Regions from separate parts of the Danio rerio genome. Here region 1 is linked to region 2. Evidence: chromatin contacts called from public Micro-C data. All regions are on one chromosome and are shown on one strand. The core of a region is the stretch at or near the end of the contact, and the rest is flanking DNA. Distances in the headings are between cores, read along the strand shown.

What was found. A called contact is a pair of places that touch in the nucleus more often than the background predicts.
Region 1: a contact with region 2 is called in a Micro-C map of caudal fin, with 9 times the contacts expected there. The contact joins two enhancer-like sites. A contact is called at or near these places in 1 of 18 Hi-C or Micro-C datasets (caudal fin) and 1 of 4 datasets of contacts at active chromatin or transcription factors (caudal fin).

Annotation. Positions count from the first base shown.
Region 1 is chr17:23,878,978-23,881,966 of GRCz12tu, reverse strand. No RefSeq gene overlaps it. Among named protein-coding and RNA genes, the nearest start is that of edaradd, 10 kb to the left of the region's middle. Within about 2 kb of position 1,331, at least 6 of the 62 cell types and tissues checked have an H3K27ac peak or open chromatin away from gene starts, as enhancers often do. A contact at or near this core is called in caudal fin, where this site is marked.
Region 2 is chr17:23,517,039-23,520,313 of GRCz12tu, reverse strand. mrps5 (mitochondrial ribosomal protein S5) reads left to right here. Exons shown (of 11, transcript NM_001076596.1): 6 at 1,631-1,721; 7 at 3,084-3,130. Among named protein-coding and RNA genes, the nearest start is that of zgc:101772, 11 kb to the right of the region's middle. Within about 2 kb of position 1,548, at least 1 of the 62 cell types and tissues checked has an H3K27ac peak or open chromatin away from gene starts, as enhancers often do. A contact at or near this core is called in caudal fin, where this site is marked.

The DNA of each region.
Region 1 (2,989 bases), core at 82-2,581, 360 kb before region 2:
CGTGACAACAGAATAGTACTGCAGAGTGTAGACTGGACAGCAGTGCTCCACTTACAGAAAAAGTGACTGAGCAAAAGAGTGTTCCATATGCAGATCATTTCTCACTCACACCATAGTGACAGAGCAGAATAGTGTGCTACTTATAGAACAGAGAAAGAGCTCGGTAATCTTCCATTACACAGAACAGTGAAAGAGCATCACGGAGATCTTCATATAGAATAAGAGCATGATAGTTTTGTACTTAGAGAAAAGTGAAAAAGAACATAGTCTTCTACTTATAGAATTATGACAGAGCATGATAGTGTTCACCTCAGAGAACTATAATAAAGAACAATAGTGCTGTTCTTATAGAACAGTAAGAGGGTGTTTTACTTACAAAATAATGAAATGTGCTATATCAATCTACTTACGGAGCAGAATTATTGCTGTATTTATAGAATAGTGACATGGCAGAAAAGCTTTTAACTTATAGAATAGGTAGTGTTCTGCTTATAGAATTATGGCAGCGCAGAATAGTGTTTCTTCAGCTTGTAACAAAGCTGTAATTTGTGTGTGTAAAATAGTGTAATTTGGTAAAAATAAAGTATACAGTTCTCATAATGTTTTATTATGTACCATGTTTTAAATTTGCTATATAGGACTTAAAAATTAATATAAATAAATAAATAAATAAATAAATAAACAAATAATTTTTTTTTAGTTATGTACATGTTACATTTATATGTGTAAACACACACACACACACACACACACACACACACACACACACACCAGACTTTTGTTTTAGGTACACCTAATAGTACCGGGTTGAACTCCCATTTTCCTTAATCCTCCATGGCATCACTTCAACAAGGTACTGGAAATATTCCTCAGATATTTTTGTCCATATTGACATGATAACATCACGCAGTTGCTGCAAATGTCCGCTGCACATTCATGATGTGTAAATTGTAGCGTCAGTTTCTTCTTCTTAGCTGACAGGAGTGGCACCTGGTGTGGTACAGTCTGGAACCAGTCTGGCCCATCTCCTCTGTCTTCTGACGTCAACAAGGCACTTGCACTCACAGAAATGCCGCTCACAAGATATTTTCTCTTTTCAGACCCTTCTCTGTTAAGCCTTGAGACAGTTGTGCATGAAAATCCCAGTAGATCTGCTGTTTCTGAAATTCTCAGACCAGACCTTCTGGGACCAATTGTATAGAATAAATTGTATAGAAATATTAAAAATGATTTTATTTACCTGTTGAGACCAGGACCGGGTGTGCCTCATGTTTTCTCCTGAAAATCAAGCTCCAGGCTCATGATCGCCCCCTGGTGGCTGGATGCAGCACACGTCTCTGCCCTCTCCAGGTAAACCATATATTTACATTTCCGATAAATCTCCCACGCTGATAGTGGTTCCGATGTCAGTTTTTGTGCTGAGTAATTTTTAATGTTATAAAAACGAGGAGTTTTATCGTGATTGACATTTATTGACAGTCTCTGAGCGGACTGTCAGAGAGCTTTGAGAGGAGATTGAAGCAATAACCAAGTATTATTTATTACAGTCTTTGCTCGAAACCGTGCTGACAGTCTGTGTATTTGATGGTTGAGCTTCAGAAACCAGGTGCTTTGTCAGTTTCAGTTTCACCTAAACTCACAATCACATAAAGAACCATTTTAGCATAACAAGTGTCCCTCAAGATAATACAGTTTTAAACAGAACTATTGTGTTAAAAACCTTTAAAGAACCATCTTACAAGAATACGTTAGTGACACTCACAAAAAGGTGCTGTAGGCCTATGCAGTACAAAATGTTGACAAAGCAAGATCATTCAGCAATAATGAGTAAAAAACACTTACTTGATCATCTGAGCTCTTTTATGACTCTTTGGTTCTTCAATCTCTTTCCTCCTCTTTTCCTCTATAAATGTTAATGTTGGCTTCACTTCACTGAAGTGAGGTATTAGATGTATCCATGTAGAAAGAGAACATCAATACACATCTTAGGAAAGTGGCAAGCAGAGTAATTAGTGCCTCACTATGTACTAAACGTCCCATTGTTTAAAATGGCAGGCCATGGTGTGATGTACAGTACAGCCTGCAATGGCCTGTTTTCATTGCTGAAATGGGCCGTTAAACAGCAGAGGGTTTGAGAGGAGGGGAAACCTAAATGAAAGCCAGTGGCTTCTGTTAATCATGTGCTAATGAAACTTAGCTCTTCATCTGCAGGGCTAATTACAGGAAAATGAACAAATTTCCAATCATGTCTTATTCATGTGTGTTTTCTTAATCATTTATCATTCACTGAATAACGAGAGAGGGAGAGTTGGTACAAATATCAGCATAGACATCTTGAATTATAAATCAAATTATATTTACATATATACATACACACACAGTTTTAAAAAATGAAGGGAACACTAAAATAGCACATCATAGATCTGAATGTGTTTAATGTGCTGACAAATAAAAATCACACAAAAATTATCAATGGAAATCAAATTTATTAACCTATGTCTGTATTTGGAGCCACACTCAAAAGTGAAAAAACACACAACAAGCTGGTCTAACTTTGATGCAATGTCCTTAAAACAAGTCAAAATGAGGCTCAGCAGTGTGTCCGTGGCCTCCACATGCCTGTATGACTTTCCTACAACACCTGGGAATGCTCCTGATGAGGTGGTGGATGATCTCCATAGGGATCTCCACCAAGACCTGGACTAAAGCATCTGCCAACTCCTGGACAGTCTGTGGTGCAATGTGGTGTTGATGGATGGAGCGAGACATGATTTCCCAGATGCGCTCAATTGGATTCAGATCTGGGAAACAAGCAGGGCAGGCCAGTCCATAACATCGACTTGCAGGAACTGCTGACACACTCAAGAGCAGTGGTTCCCAACCTTTTTTTTTTTGCCTGAGACCCCCTTTTTCTCCATAAAATATTGTAAGGCTCCCCTCCACATGTAATGATATGAATGTTCAAAGTTTGCTGTAATTAAACAAACGG
Region 2 (3,275 bases), core at 299-2,798:
AAGCAGTCTACTCTATCTAACAAAAGTCTTGTCGCCTGTCCAGGTGTTAGGAACACCAAATAATAACTTGACTTCTAGGTGATCATTTGGTATCAGAAGTGGCTCATATGAAAGGCAAAGACCTCTAGATTACGCTTATTTCACCAAAATAAAATATGATCATGACTTGATTTTTAATCATCTCTCAAAGAAAGCATTCTCCCAGAGTGACTCCCAGAGTTCATCAAGATTCTTTGGATTCATCTTCAATGCCTCTTGCATCATCTTACCATGCTCAATGATGTTCATGTTAATGATGTTCATGGGCTGGCCAATCCTGGAACACCTTGATCTTTTTTGCTTTCAGGAACTTTGTGGAGGCTGAAGTATGAGAAGAAGTGCTATCCTGCTGAGGAATTTGCCCTCTCCTGTAGTTTGTAATGTAATGGGCTGCACAATTGTTTTGATACCTCAGGCTGTTGATGTTGCCATCCACTTTGCAGATCTCTCACATGCCCCCATACTGGATGTAACCCCAAACTATGATTTTTTTTTCCTTTTTAAACATCACTGATTTCTGTGAGAATCTTGGATGCATGCGGGTTCTAGTAGGTGCAGTAATTTTTATGATTCATCTGAAAAATCTACCTTCTGCCAATTTTCCAAATGATCGACTAGAAGTCAAGCTATTATTTTTTGCTCTTACAACTAGGATCGATGACAAGACTTTTGTCAGGTTGTGTACTGTATAAAAAAACTATAAATGAACCGAAAAATTATTTTATGTTGAATATATAAGGACGACCCTTGGCAGTTTAACGCATGAGTGCCATCATTGGCATTAAAATGTACAACACCTAGCACATGCATTTTTAGAATGTAGGTGTTTTTTTATTATTCATTTCTCTTAGTATTTTAATATATGCTCTCTCCTGCAGCAATTATCCTCACACAACCTGGTATATTTAGTTATCTACTATATGAGAGCAAAACATTCTAAGTGAACTGTGCAGTGTGGGTAAACAATGTAAACTGCCTGGTGGGCTGCGCAGTGGCACTTTAATTTTAATTATTTATTTTTCCGGCAGAATAATAGTTTGTATGAAAAGGAGATGTGACTACAAGCGCTGGTCTTAAGTGAGGCTTTCTGCATTTGCAGCACTTCAAAAGGTTGCCAGCTGCTGGTTACAGACACATTGTAATAAGCTATGTATCTTTTTAGAGATACTCTGTAACGTCCACTGAACATGTTTTGATTCTCGCCAGTGGGTGGCTTTTTCTTGCACAAAAATGAGATCTTTGTGCTGATCTTTTGCAGCTCATCATGTCAATAATACTCCTACAGCAGATGTTACATAAGCAATTGCAGTAAGGAGAAGAATGCTTTTATTCTCTATAAGTACTTTATGTTATACAGTTACACACACACATCTGCTGCCTGTGCACACACAGAGAGGTTGTGTATGTGTATGTGTGTGTGTGTTTGTGTGTGGGACAGACTGCAGTATTTTAGACACGTTTCAGTGGAGCATATTATAATTTAACAGTAGGTTTCTACTGCCTCCTGCTGGCTGCGTCAGGGAAGTACATGTACAGTATCTGATTCACTGCAGTTATTAACAATTAAATGTAATGTTTGTTTGATTGACAGCTCAAGAGTGTGTTTACTGTTACACCCAAAGAGAGCAGGAAGAGATCCATCAGTGCTTTGGTGGCAGTGGGCAATGGAAATGGAGTCGCAGGTAAATTTGATGGAAACAATTATAATAAAGACAATTATTATAAAGACAGTACATGAAAATGGTTAGTCTTTCTGGATTTACAAGATTTATTTGGGACGGGTTTGAGTGAAATGTTGATTTTTGTTTATTATATAAAAGTCTTAGATTTTTATTTCAAATGCAAATATTAAACATTAATTTAAAGATTTTTTTAAAGAAAATATCAATTGACCATAATTAAAAATGTTTTTATGTGATATAATTAAAAATCAGAGAGAGAGAGAGAGAGAAATATCATGTATTATTATTTTTTATAATGTTAAATAATAATTATTTAGATAATAAATGTAATATTTGTTTATTAATATTAGTTTATTATTATAAATATAAATATAATATTATTTTTATCACGTATGTTGTGTATTGGGCGACACAATGGCTCAGTGGTTAGCACTGTTGCCTCAGAGTAAAAAGGCCGCTGGTTTGCATCCAGGCTGGGTCAGTTGGCATTTCTGTATGGAGTTTGCATGTTATTGTATGGGTTTCCTCAGGGTGCTCTGGTTTCCACCACAGTCCAAATACATATGGTATAGGTGATTTTAATTGACTAGTGTATAAGTGTGTCTGAGAGTATATGGATGTTTCCCAATACTGGGTTGCAGCTTGAAGGGTATCCACTGTGTAAAACATATGCTGGGTAAGTTGGCGGTTCATTCCCCTAATGAATAAGGTAAGTAAGTAAGAATAAGGTAGTAAGCTGAAGGAAATTTAATAAATGTATATTGTGTATTCTAATATATGAATATATTTTTCACTTTAGTTTTTGTAATGTTTTTTTGTTATTGCCACTCTTTATTTATTTATTTATTTATTTATTTATTTTTTAAATTAAATTTGCAGGTTTTGCTGGTTCCAATTCAGAAATTTTCATTGCCAATCTCAAGCCAATTGTAATCATTTGTTTTGGTTCAATTTGCAATTTCCCCAACCATTGCAGAGCCGGGGGGAATAGAGTGAGCGCTCCAGCTTGGCCCCACCCTGTTCCATTATTGCCACTCTCAACAGTGACCTTTATGTCTAAAAGTACAAAATATATAATAATTATACATATTTAAATTATTTCAAAGAATTACTTAACTATTTTAATACTCTAGCTACTTTACACCCTGCATCAAGTGAGGCTATACAAATCAAACATATGATAAAACTGTATGCCTCTGTGCATTATTAAGTTTGGCTTATTCAGGCAAAAAAAAAAAAAAAACAACTTTAGCAAATATGCAGATTTGCACATCTCAGGTCTGTAATATATGGAGCATGGCAAAAGTTTAATAAAGTAGCCATAATCAGGGTTAATTGGCTGTTTTGTTCACTTCACTGCAGGGTTTGCACTGGGGAAAGCAGCAGACCGGACCGCCGCTCTCAGAAAAGTAAGCCAACAGTCACACATTAATTCATAGCCAAAGTCACATACCAGACACTAATTGTAGGCATCAGTTTTCCCTGAAGCAACCTGAGGTTAAATGACTTGCTCAAGGACACAATAATGACAGAAAGCGGCCACGAGCTCAGCTC